3 separate regions of the Mus musculus genome follow, and all the other regions are linked to region 1. The links are chromatin contacts, called in public ChIA-PET and HiChIP or PLAC-seq maps. All regions are on one chromosome and are shown on one strand. Each heading gives the region's core, a stretch centred on a gene start, on an enhancer-like site or on the middle of the called end of the contact. The rest is flanking DNA. Distances are from core to core; before and after follow the strand shown. Region 1 holds the start of 4930594M22Rik (RIKEN cDNA 4930594M22 gene). Region 2 overlaps Gm33906 (a long non-coding RNA gene). Region 3 overlaps Gm5089 (predicted gene 5089).

Evidence for each region. ChIA-PET counts read pairs in DNA pulled down with a chosen protein or histone mark. HiChIP or PLAC-seq counts read pairs in DNA pulled down with a chosen protein or histone mark.
Region 2: a FOXA1 HiChIP or PLAC-seq map of pancreatic cancer cells shows a contact between it and region 1. The contact joins the enhancer-like site here to the promoter of 4930594M22Rik in region 1. A contact is called at or near these places in 3 of 39 promoter capture datasets (embryonic stem cells, hippocampal neurons and neural stem cells), 3 of 484 Hi-C or Micro-C datasets (embryonic fibroblasts, pancreatic cancer cells and reprogramming fibroblasts), 4 of 115 datasets of contacts at active chromatin or transcription factors (embryonic stem cells, forebrain, pancreatic cancer cells and 1 more) and 2 of 9 other capture datasets (embryonic stem cells and pancreatic islet).
Region 3: a contact with region 1 is called in an RNA polymerase II ChIA-PET map of memory CD8 T cells, with 8 read pairs. The contact joins the enhancer-like site here to the promoter of 4930594M22Rik in region 1. A contact is called at or near these places in 6 of 39 promoter capture datasets (HPC-7-derived erythroid cells, cranial neural crest, embryonic stem cells and 3 more), 2 of 115 datasets of contacts at active chromatin or transcription factors (craniofacial prominence and memory CD8 T cells) and 1 of 9 other capture datasets (adipose tissue).

The regions. Positions count from the first base shown.
Region 1 is chr14:122,910,868-122,914,705 of GRCm38.p6, reverse strand. 4930594M22Rik (RIKEN cDNA 4930594M22 gene) reads right to left here and starts at 1,676. Exons shown (of 2, transcript NR_155287.1): 1 at 1,414-1,676. Ggact (gamma-glutamylamine cyclotransferase) reads left to right here and starts at 1,541. Exons shown (of 3, transcript NM_145466.2): 1 at 1,541-1,605. It overlaps Gm46488 (a long non-coding RNA gene), which reads left to right and starts at 3,835. Exons shown (of 2, transcript XR_001781477.2): 1 at 3,835-3,838.
Region 2 is chr14:123,235,308-123,239,373 of GRCm38.p6, reverse strand. All of the region lies in intron 1 of Gm33906 (a long non-coding RNA gene), which reads right to left. Among named protein-coding and RNA genes, the nearest start is that of AA536875, 69 kb to the right of the region's middle. Within about 2 kb of position 1,588, at least 13 of the 459 cell types and tissues checked have an H3K27ac peak or open chromatin away from gene starts, as enhancers often do. A contact at or near this core is called in pancreatic cancer cells, where this site is marked.
Region 3 is chr14:122,404,418-122,408,531 of GRCm38.p6, reverse strand. All of the region lies in intron 1 of Gm5089 (predicted gene 5089), which reads left to right. Among named protein-coding and RNA genes, the nearest start is that of Gm25464, 18 kb to the right of the region's middle. Within about 2 kb of position 1,586, at least 69 of the 459 cell types and tissues checked have an H3K27ac peak or open chromatin away from gene starts, as enhancers often do. A contact at or near this core is called in craniofacial prominence, embryonic stem cells, memory CD8 T cells and 1 more, where this site is marked.

The sequences.
Region 1 (3,838 bases), core at 427-2,926:
CTGGGCTTTCAGTATCTCTCTCTCTTCCTGCTGTCTGATTATCTGGATGTACAACTCTCGGCTACCTAACATCATGTCTGCTTTCATGCTGCCATGCTTCTCACCATAACAATAATGGACTAAACTCTAAAATATAAGCCAGCTCCAGTTAGATGGTTCCCTTTATAAGAGTTGCTGTGGTCATGGTGTCTCTTCACAGCGATAGAAACCCTAACTAAGATATCATAAGTCATTTTTAAAGGTTCAGTGACTATCAAAGACAGATGAATCTGATTTTACCATATTTACCTGGAACCTGGGATTAGTTGCTTATTTACTTTGTGCCCCAGTTGCTTCCAGTAAATACAATGGGACCACTACTGGTTTTATTGATTTCTCCACTGTAAAATGAGATTGTGGTAAAGGAGTAACTTCAAGCATACTTAGACCCTTAACCTTCTTCTTCAACGATTTAGTTTTGTAAATTAGCTTGCCGCATTATGAGTGGCTCTGAGACTTTCGTAGTACTGCTTTGTTCTTCTCTCCATGCCTCCTTCCCTCATCCCTGCCCATCTTTGATGTCATGTGTAATCCTATTACTCCCTGTTTCTCCCCTTCCCAGGCCCTCCTTTAAGACCCCATTTTCCTTCTCATGGTCCTCTTTCTATAAAATTGGTGGTTTATAAATGTGATGATTGTTCAGGGTTCTTGTAGACTTGGACATCTATTTAAAATACAACCACTTCAGCATCATTTGATGCTACGTGAAAACCAAGAATATAACACGATTTCAAGTACTCCACATACACAAAGTCAAAGGGATGGGAAATGATGAAAGGAAAAGCAGTAGTCATATAGTTAATTTGGGTCTCGATGAGGAGACAATGGGTCTCTAGTCTCACCATCTCTGTGACGTTGCTTTCACATCCCGATAGGGACATATAGAACTCTCCAGCATCACGCCTGCCTGCATTCTGCCATAGGAACATCCTTCCATGATAAAGATCTCTAGAGAAAAAATTGCCCTCAGCTTTTGGTTCTCATACATCTTATGTCCTAAGGGTAGGATGTAGGGGAAAGCTAGTTCTTCCATTAGCTCCTAAACAAGTTTTATTTTAAAAAGAGTTGGTAAGTAGGCAGAATTGCTACAGTTACCTGTATCCCGTAGGGATATGTACGAGCAGATGCGATGCCTTAATTGTCCTGTGGAGCCTTCCTCAGATCTGAGTTTAGCATCACCTCAGTGTCTATGTGAAGGGGTGAGTCTCTCTGAAGTAGTGAATCTTAGGCGTGTTTGGGTCTAACGTGGAGTCAAAGCATGTGTGATGTAGAGCTGAACCTGGTGGGAGCAGTCGAGCCCGTGTCTGGTGGTGGGAGTGGTGGTGGGGAGCTTGCTTGCTTGCATTTCGGAGGAATGTGGCTTCGGGTTCTTACCTGCGCGGTTCCGGCACATGGGGAGTGGCGTGCGCGCTGCCAGGTGCGCTCCGTGGCGCTGCCGGGGCGGGCGGAGCGGCGAGAGACCAGCAGGAGCGCCGCCCGGGGCGGTTTGGTTGCGACACCCGCCCAGCTGGGCATTTCCGCTCCGTGGTCCGGGCGCGCTCCTCGTGATTCCCCCGACCGCTGCAGGTGAGGCGCCGAGGCGGGCTGGGACTGGGAGCCTGGGGGCGGCTTAGGGACTCTGTCACCAGCCAGCGAATGTCCGCTAGCGTCCCGGCGTATGGGTCTGCCTGGCGGAACGCGCTGGGCGGAGCGCGCATTTGACCCCCCACCCCCACCCCGGAAAGCTGCCCGGGCGGCCCGTGCTGTGACTGCTACCGGAGCGGAGCTGATGCTTGCTCTCGCGGGACAGACAGCTCCAACAGGTAGCTTAAGATCCTAAGGGAATGTGGCTAGCGGTTTTCAAAAGAAATGTTTTTTTAATTTTACTTTAGGAGTCACTTATGTGTGAAGAGTCCAAAACCTGAAAAAGAATCCTAAACCAACTTCTGTTGGTCCGTTTCACATCTGGATTTCCTTTGGAACCAGTAGTAAAACGCCTGGAACTTTGGCGATCCATCCCTTTGATTCTATCCGTGGTTATTATTGCTGTTTAACTCTAATCAACGAGTTATAACGTTACAGCCTCGCTTAAAACCCATTTGAGGTGTGCGTGTATTTTAACTTAGCTTAACTCCAAGCTCATTTATTTATGTTAAAAGATTTCTTCTAATTGAAGTCTTTCTCCTGGTCTGTTTCCTGTAACTGAAGTGCTTGCTAAGTGAGGAACTCTGCAGTTTGGCCTCATTTTCCTGAACCTTCTCTGAGAAGTCCCTGAGTAAGCAGGCCAGACTTCAACAATAGAGGGCATTTTTCTCTAAAAGCTAGTTTGCAAAGTTAATTGGTGGATTTTTTTTTTTTTTGTACTGAACCTTTTATTTAAACTAGTGAACTTACAAACCATGTCCTTAGCATGCAAAAGGCCCAAGATTGGCTCTCCAGCACTGGAAAATAAGCAGACCAAGTTGGGATTAGGAATGTGGCTCAGTGGTAGAATTCACCCTTCTGTGTGAAGTGGTGAGCTGGACTGACGTCTGTCTGTGGTGGTCATTAGTGGATGGCAGTGTGTGGTACAGAACCAAAACCAAAACCAAAACCCTGCAAAGGTTAATTTTTTTTAAGTACAGGATCAAGCCAGGTGTGGTGGCTTATGTCTGTGATTCCAGCACTCAGAACGCTAAAGCAGACCATCCTGGGATATGCAAGATCTTACATCAAAAAAATATCAAAACCAAAACAAATAAAAGTTTCTTCTTTATCTAGTAAGAACTTTTGAGAGCTCCAGTTCTGTCTGTCAAAGCTTGAAAAGGAGTCATGGGATGACTCTTTATTGGCCTTGGCCAGGGTCTTGTTAGGGGAGAGGACCCTCTGCCCTACAGACTAGTGCTGTCATGTTTGAAGAGGGACATGGTCCATGGGAAGGTAGCAATAGGAAGACGACATCAAATGATCTTAGCAGCCTTCTCTAGAACATTCCCCATCTGAAGCCAGTAAATACTGGAAATTTTATTTGGAGACTCTGAGCTAACAATAACCACCCAGCATCTTGACTAACACTCATCCTTCAGTCAAAGGCTTCCCTGTATTGTCCCACCCCTATAGCCATGGGTATCTATCTCCCCTCTTTGTCCTAGTGGTATGCTTGCTGGGCATCTGTTTCACCTGTTTCAATGCCACATTATTTGGTAATTTTTATGTGCTATTGACTCTTTGCTGGACTTCAGACTCCAGCTAGATAAGAACTACCCTATGTTGTTCATTCCTGTTGACCCTAGTGCCTTCTACATAGCCACAGAGTAGGAAAAAGTAACATTTTGAGATAGGCTTAGTGAGAGTTGAAGAGGAACCAACCAGACATTGTGCATTTGTTCAAATAATTACATCTGCTTTATAAGAATAGAAAATGGTTTGTCCACATTTCTAGGGTATACTTGACAGAGAATACCCAGCCACTGCCAGTATGACAATGTGTCCTGAACATCAGCTTCCTAAGGCAAGAAGCTAGTAGATGTGCTGGGTGTGCCACTCTCTGGTTGGCTGTGACATACTGTTGGATATATTGGCTTCCAGAAGCTGAGTTGTCTGCCATCCCTTACTAGAATCTCTGGTCACTTTCCCCGTATGCTAACTGGCAAATGTCTCAAGCAAATTCTGAACTCCAGTGGCCCTAGTGTCAGTACATAGGTTGAGCATTCCTAATACAGAAATTTGTTATGCTCTGAAATCCAAAACTTTCCTAAGTGACAAAAGTGTTGGATTTCACACTGTTTGTATTTCAGGTTTTTATGTTAGAAATGCTTGACATTAACTCTTCAATTAAGTC
Region 2 (4,066 bases), core at 339-2,838, 320 kb before region 1:
GAATTTTCTCATACTCTTTCTCAGCTACAGATCAAACGTGAGAAAGGAGCTTTTTAAATGTGAAGCTGAATGGAGTTTTTATTTAAAAACAAAAACAAAAACAAAACAACCCTAAGAGTTACAGAGAGATAGATGGCTTAGGGACTAAGAATCTTGGCACACAAACATGGGGACCCAACTTCACATCCTTTCTTCCTCCTCCGATACCTGAAGTCTCTTCCAAATGCAGGTGACAGTGGCTGGATCTTATGCTATAGCAAGCAAACCCCACCTCAAAAGCCTTGCCTTTTCTCATCTGAGTGATCATTTCCACCCAGGCAAGCCGAGAGGACCAAGATCTATTTCAGGAACATGACGATATCTCTGTGTAAAGACCCTCTGAGTGAGACCATAGGTGAAGAACACTATCATTCTCATTGTCTTTGTGACTTAGTCTTTGTCTGCATTTCCCCAAAGTAGGACAGCCCTCCAAAAGAAAAATAAACCCAGCTCTCCTCCATGAGCTCAACTTCTGACTCCTCCTTCGTGTGAAACTCCTAGTTCAGATACATCCTCTACCAGTCTCAAAACAACTAAGCTCTAATGCAGCAATCTTTTTTTGATTTCTAAATTTCACTTACAGTGCACATGCTTGATTCAGTGCCCTTGTTGAAGAATACCCCATCAGTATCCCTGATCTTGCACGCTTGTTTTTCCCCTTTTGAGACTCCATCAATTTTCATCTAGGTCCATAATTCCTATTCAATGCTTTGCACATGGAAGTCTTCTGGTGACTGACATTTACTGAATTTTAGAACCTTTGCAAATTCATGGGCCTTCATTAGTTTTAACAAGATATAAACTTACTACAGTGAATCAAAGTAATTGCAACATGCATTGAATTCGGGCACACACTGATACAGTGTTTTCATTAAGGAAAACTTAATAAGGATATAAAAGCTAATATGGTAACCCTCCGAAGCTTCAGAGAGAATGTTAATGTTGTTCATTTAAAAGTTATTTCTAGTCAGAGGGCTCATTTCCTCCATGCAGCAACTCAGAGGCATAGGCTTCTGTCTGTGGTTCCATCATCTTCGGTGTCTGGTTTCCCAAGCTGACATTTTACCCCCAAATTGTCAGGTCTGAGGATAAAGGCTATGGAATGCCATACAATAGAGGGCAGACCTAACAGGTAAATGTGCCCTCTAGTACTTTCCCTCAGCTGGATTTCAGTCATGTAGCTATAGGAATACATGGAGGAGGAGCAGGTGGAAAGTATGAGCCTTTCCTAGATTCAGAGGGAAGAGGGATAATAAACAGTGATAATTTTAGAATTAATTGCCTGGTTTCTGCCTCACTTATTAAACCTTATACATACTATGAAGATTTCCTGAAAATGACACCCTCAACCCCAAATACCTAGATCAATCTAAGTAAAATGTGCAAAATATGCACAGCAAAGATCGTAAAAACCCCGGCTCTCAGATAACAAGGAAAGCAGAGACAGCAACTCCCACTAACTGTTCCTACCATTTTATAGAGCGCTGTGTTTCCACTGAACCTCATCTGGAAACATTCGTGAGTCACTAAACAAGCTAACTGCCTACAATAACCACTCAACCAAACAAATATCCAGAAACTGATGCTATAGACGTTAAACCATCAAAGGATAAGTGGGTGGGTGTCCTGGATCAGCATGATCCTACATGCAACAATTGAGGACAAAACAAAAATGACAGTAGAGAAAGGGAAAGGATTTGCATGAGTATCTAGACTTGTCATGCCCTCAGACTCACACAATTTTACATAGCTCACTACTTAACTGTAGAAATTAGGTATTTTTTAAACCCTTTTCCAGTGTGTGTATGTGTGTATGCACTCAGATATAACTCAAGCAAATCTTGTAGAAAAGGTGACAGCAAGTTTGGGTCTAATGTAACTCTTGTTTTATTTTGACCTACTAAAAGGCTCTCACATAATGATTCATCCCTTCTACAGAAATGAGATGTCAGGATGCAAAGGGCACCACATCCCGTCAACAGGCCATGTTTGTCTCCCAGAAGCACCTCAGGGAATTTTAACAGCAAGCACCATCTTCTGAGCCCTTCATGAGACTAACATCCGCTGGCTTCCTTTTCCACATCTGTAGGAGTAAAATTAGCAAGCAGTATGGAATCTGAGTTCTCCCCAGAGTTCAGTCAAAGGTCAGAGCTACCTTTGGGTAATTCATAGGGGAAAAAAGTTGCATAATAAAAATAATGATGTGGCATATGAATGTGGTTCCAATAGAACCATACCCTTTCAGCAGCCAGCTATATACCAACTCTCCATTTTCTGCTTGTTGTGTTTCTTAACACAGCTCTTTTTGCATCTGCCAGTGACTAAAATGTTTACCACCTCCTTGGTCTATTACTCTTGTTGCCTCAGGTCACAGAACATTCCAGTCGAGTTGCAAATTATTAGGACTGATTTTTTTTTATGCCTGTGCTGTCTAGAAAATATGCATGCATGTGTCCTCATCCTTACCCCGTGTTCACTGTCCTATACTGCTAGGATCTCTTTGTCCCTCCATTAGCCCCAATAAATTACAGTTGATTATAGCTCAGTCCCTTCTATAGTGGGTTAAATGCAGTAAAATGAGCAGGAAAATAGCAAACAAGGCCTTGGGGTGACATCAACACCCTGTAATAGCTTACTTTTACCTCTGATATTTTCACAGATGATTCTATCTGAAATTCCTCAATTTGGGATAATGATGCTGAAAGTGTATAATGTGAGTATTTGTGGTTGAGCCACAGATGATGGTAATAGTAGTGGCAGAAAGGTTGTATGTGGGTAAAAATCTAGCTCAGTGTAAAAGGCTGCTGAAGGCTAACTACACTCATGCTCAAATAAGTCCTGATGCAGTGGTCCTATCTGTAACATTAATAGGTTTTGATGTTTATTTTTTAAAAGAATAGAAGGAGAATCTCTGACAGAAAATTAAATAATAATAATAATAATAATAATAATAATAGTAAATAATAATAATAATAAACAAGTCTCTGGATTTAAAAAAAATTCCAGATCTGGGGACCCAGGATTCAATCCCCATCACTACAAAAATAAATATAAAGAAAAGGTGGGGGGGGGGGCATGTACCTAAAACTTCTCATTCACTGTGATCATTAAGCATTTTATTTGAGCCACCTATGACAATGAGGACATCTGACTATGGCTCCACCTGTACCTAACTATAAGGACCACTGCTATATATAGCATGAGGTGTTCAACTCTTTATTGAAACTCCATTTACCCACCCCGCCCCATGTTTTTGTTTCTTGAGTAGCTTTAGATAGAGAAATAATGACCACAGTGAAAAGCTCTCTCTGGGATGGGAAGATTAAGCTGAAATTTAGTAGGGACCTGAGATGTACAGAACCAGGAACAAGAGAAGTTTGATCTATGCCTTAGCTTGGGTTTTATTGCTGTGAAGAGACAACATGACCAAGGCAAATCTTATAAAAGAAAATATTTAACTGGGGCTGGCTTACAGTTTCAGAAGTTCAGTCCATTATCTTCATGGTGGGAAGTATAGCAGCATGCAGGCAGACATGCTGGATGAAGTAGATGAGAGTTCTACATCTTGATCCGAAGACAGTCAGGAGGAGACTTCTCTGCAGGCAGCTAGGAGGGGACTCTCTTCCACACCTACATGGGGGAAACTTTAGCCTCAAAGACTATGAACACAGTGACACACTTCCTCCAACAAGGTCACACCCATTCCAACAAGGTCACACCTCCTAACAGTGCTGCTTCCCATGGCTAAGCATATTCAAACTACTAGAGTCTGTCATCTCCCCCAACTCCCTGCATCCACCAAATATGATCCTTCCTGGCCCCAAGCCTTTACTTCTTCAGACCCTCTCTAGTCTGAAATTTTACTCAGACACTTCATTTAATTCTTGCCAAACAATTCACTATGCTGTAAGTTATTATGCAAAAGTCCTCACCACACCTTGGAATCACATCCTTCTTAGAGACTTACCTTTAACCCCCACTCTAATCTAGGTATCCTTTCTGATTATCTGCTCTTCATTTTACCCTA
Region 3 (4,114 bases), core at 337-2,836, 510 kb after region 1:
CAAAATTGGCTGAGACTGAAGCAGACTCCTCCACGGTTACTGAGTTCCATGTGGGGTCTTAAGAGGCTGCTGGCTTTAATTTAACTTAGGGTGCTGTAGTTCCAGTCTAGAAGTCTGGTTCGGTTTCCAAGTAAGAGGTCACCTATGAGAAAGTCAACTCACCTTGACCAATCTTCTAGCTGTGGCTGAGCACGGCTTTGCATGGTCTGGTCATCAGATCAGCAACTAGCAGGTCCTCTAGGCAAGTCTGTGGAACCATGTGCATACTACAGAAGGGCGGACCTCATTCCTCAGACCTCACCATGCCTTTGCATGGCTCACACACTGCAGAGACCGTTTTCCAAGGGAGAGATACAGGGAAGAGTATGGATTGCTGGATTTTCGAATGTTTTAAATGATTCTTTGTTTGGTTGATTGGTTTTGTTGTTGTTGGTGGTGGTGGTGGTGGTGATGGTTGGTTTTTGAGACAGGGTTTATCTGTGTAGCCCTGGCTATCCTAGAACTTGCTCTGTAGACCAGGTGGGCCTTGAACCCACAGAGATCGGCCTGCTTCTGCCTTTTGAATGTATGTGCCTTCACTGCCTGGCAACGTTTTTGTTTTTTGTTTTGGTTTTGTTTTGTGTTTTTGTTTTTGTTTTTGAGACAGGGTTTCTCTGTATAGCCCTGGCTGTCCTGGAACTCACTCTGTAGATAAGGCTGGCCTTGAACTCAGAAATCCACCTGCCTCTGCCTCCCAAATGCTGAGATTAAAGGCATGCGCCACCACTGCCCGGCTGCCTGGCAACGTTTTAAATTCTTTTTTCCCTTTCATTAATTAATTTATTCACTATGTAGATCTATTTATCTATGTAGACCTAGCTAATGTGGAACTCACTATACAGACTAGGTTGGCCTTGAACTAACATAGGTCCCCCTGCCTCTGCTTCCCAAGTGCTGGCGTGCTCCATGGGTACTTCGATTTGAAGAGAACTCATCTGTGGATCGCTCTGTGACTTTTGGACAGTTGTCTGACATCCAGGGAACTCAACAGGTGTTGGCTGAATATGAATTTAGTTAAATATTCGTGAGCGCAGCGATTCCCCTTAAGACCTTCGGGGGAGGGGGGATATATTTACTCACATCTGCTTCTTTCTTACCCTGGGGAATTAGAATTTGTGGTTTTCTCTCGCAGACGTGCAGAGAAATCCACAAAGTTGCTTGTGGCATCTGGGGAAATGTTAACCAGGAAGCTGGCTAGGCAGAAGACGTGGATCTTTCCAGGTCTTATGCCCTACAGATGGGTCATCTTTTAGAGAGTGGAACTCAGATCCAGTACACCAGGACTCGCCCAGGACTTGCCTGGCGTTTGGCGTCTCCCCCAGAATTCTTTACACATGGCCCAGGAGCCAACTTCGGTGTTTACGACACACCCGGGCGGCGGATCCCCTGGACGGGCTATGGGCCCCGCGCAGGTGTCCGGCCTGTGCACGGGGTGCGCGGGGGCCCAGGAGCCCCGAGAAAGACGTTATTGTTACACTGTAACGAGTCTGATTAACTCGCTCCTGACACTTTCTCTTAGTTTCTTCGGCTCCTAGCAACCAGGCACAAAGGCGAAGGATTGTCCCCGGCTCCGCGGGGACACGGGCAGCCTTTGATCTCGCACCATTACAGCCCGGCTGCGCGACAGGCTCACGGGGTCCGGGAGGCCCGCAGTCCTGGCCACTGGGCCACGGGGATCCCCCCACTGCGGCCCCGGCCTAGCCTGGCCGCTGCGCCCCAGCACTGCTACACCGGTGTAAGTCATCACGCAGGGAAGGGCAGCGGTCTCCGAAATGTGCCCAAGGCCTGGTCTCTACTCCGGGGCGACGCCCGCGCACCGATGCATGCGGTGTGTGGTGCGGAACAGAAGAACATCTACCTACACGCGTGTCCTGACCGTTTGAGCACGTCTCCTTCCTAAGCGGTACGGGAGTTCCAGGCTTGCCTTGCTCTTCCCGTCCGAAGGAGCGAAAGAAAACCCAGCCGGTCAGTCACAATGAAAAAAGAAAGGGGGAAAAATTATGTAAAAGGAAGGACACAGTTACATAGTCCTCGAAAACGTAAATAACCTGCTTAGACGAAACTGAGTAGATCGCCACAAATTGCGTGTCCAGGAGGACTTTGGTGCCTTCCTGGCGCTTGCTTTGTATTTCTGGCTATCTTTACGGATTCTGAAGGAGGTGGGGTGTCAAATAATTACTAGAATCTAAACAAACCATGTCCACCAGCGACAAAAGTCACCCACCACAGAACCGGGACAAGCTGCCGGGTCCCACTGCGCAAGTTTTACAGGTACTAAAAAGTAATTTCCGTTCCAGTTCGGGTCGCTTACTTAGCCATCCCTGGCCCCAGTTGAAAACAGAGGGTGGGAAGAAAGAAGAGTTAGGCTTTAGCATTTCAATGTTAGGGTCAGGTAATTACTTCCCCTAAATTACAAAGTGAGGGCTTTGCAGGGGGCCCTCCCGGGAGAGGGCACTGTTCCCAAGCCCTGGATTTACAGACCCTTCTTGTGCTCTCCACTGGTAATAATATTCACAAGTTCCCGTGGAAAAAAAAACGCAGAGGATTCAGATGGCAAAATAAATGCAAGCTCTAAAAGCATACTGTCCTGAGGAAGAAAGAGGAAGGGGTGTGTGTTGGGGGGGAGGGGACAAGGGGAGCTGTAAAGCCCGTATTCTCTCCTCTTCCTGTGCCAACTAAGAAAATTCCATAGTCTCTAAATAAAGTTTCCCCAACTCCCACAAAACTATTGAGTGCAAAGGTGTTCCTGGCGATAATGACTTCTATTTTAGAGAGCGGAACACCGCATGGTTGGTTCTATTTATCCAGCAAAATATGCCAGGCAATCAAAGACTTTCAAATTCAAACTACAGGCGGTGAAGTCTTCATCCCCGGGACACTATTTCCCGACCTGTCTCTAGAGCAGTGGGGGCCAGTGTGGCCCTGTGGAAAACTGGAGACAAGGCTGAAGAAAGTCCCTAACTTGCCGTCCCAGGGGTGCCCCCCAACCAGCCAGAATTCTCCTTACCCTTTCAATAAAACATGACTGTGCCGATACAATCCTCTATACATTAAAATGAGTTTGTCACAGATTGTCATTAAGACCTCAGTAAAACAATGAAGACATTATTGGGCACCCCCCCCCCCTCGGGCAAGGTATTAAAGGCATAAAGCAATCGACACCACACGGGTCCTATTGAGATTAATGAAAAAATTATGCAAAAAGAATCGCAATTTCATTTTCCCGTGACGAGGCTTTGCGTCCGTCCAGTCATTCTCGCATCGCACCTGATGATTTATTAAACTAATCTGTGGAGATCAACCGCTGATGTTCTCAGCTCAATCTTGTCCTGGCTCATTTTCTAAGTAATTGTTTCTCATTAGTTCTGATAATGTTTTAATAGTGTTATCCATAATTTAGCCCCCTAGAATTAATAACAAGGGGGTGATACAGGCAAAGTGGCTGCCATTGAGCTACATAAAAATATAAACAGGTATGTTTTTTTAATTAATCTGATGAGCAGCCAAGTCCCCTTCCCACCTCATCACCCACGTCTGTGTCCCTACGGCAGACTCAGCCTTGGTGGCTCACTCAGCCTTGGTGGCATTTCTCTTTGTCTGCTCCTTACTAGGGGATGTGGGTTGGAGAAGTGGGATGCCTGCTTCCTTGCTACTCCACGTTTTAGATTTCTGTCTCCTGGGGAATGAGGGCTATGGGACCTCTCTTCTGGGGGCCCTTGTATCTTCTCAGATGACTGGCAATTGGCCTACATCTTTGCCTCCTGTGGGCCCCGGTCTTGTGATCCTACCTAAAGTGGTATTTCTTAATTATGAAGATGATTGATCCGAGGTCTGAGAAGGCTTAGCCAATGAGAGAGATCGTTTTGAGCTGGATACGGTGAAGGACATCAGGACTTTGGAGGAGGAAGACGCAGGAGGACTCTCATGAGTTTGATGCTAGCCTGGGATACATATCAAGATTCTGATTCAAAGGCAAAACCAGAACCAAACAGGGTGTTTTTGTATGGATAAGGAAGTTAGGGGACAAGGATTCCGAGATACTCTAACATGGTGAGGACATAGGAGTCCCTACCAC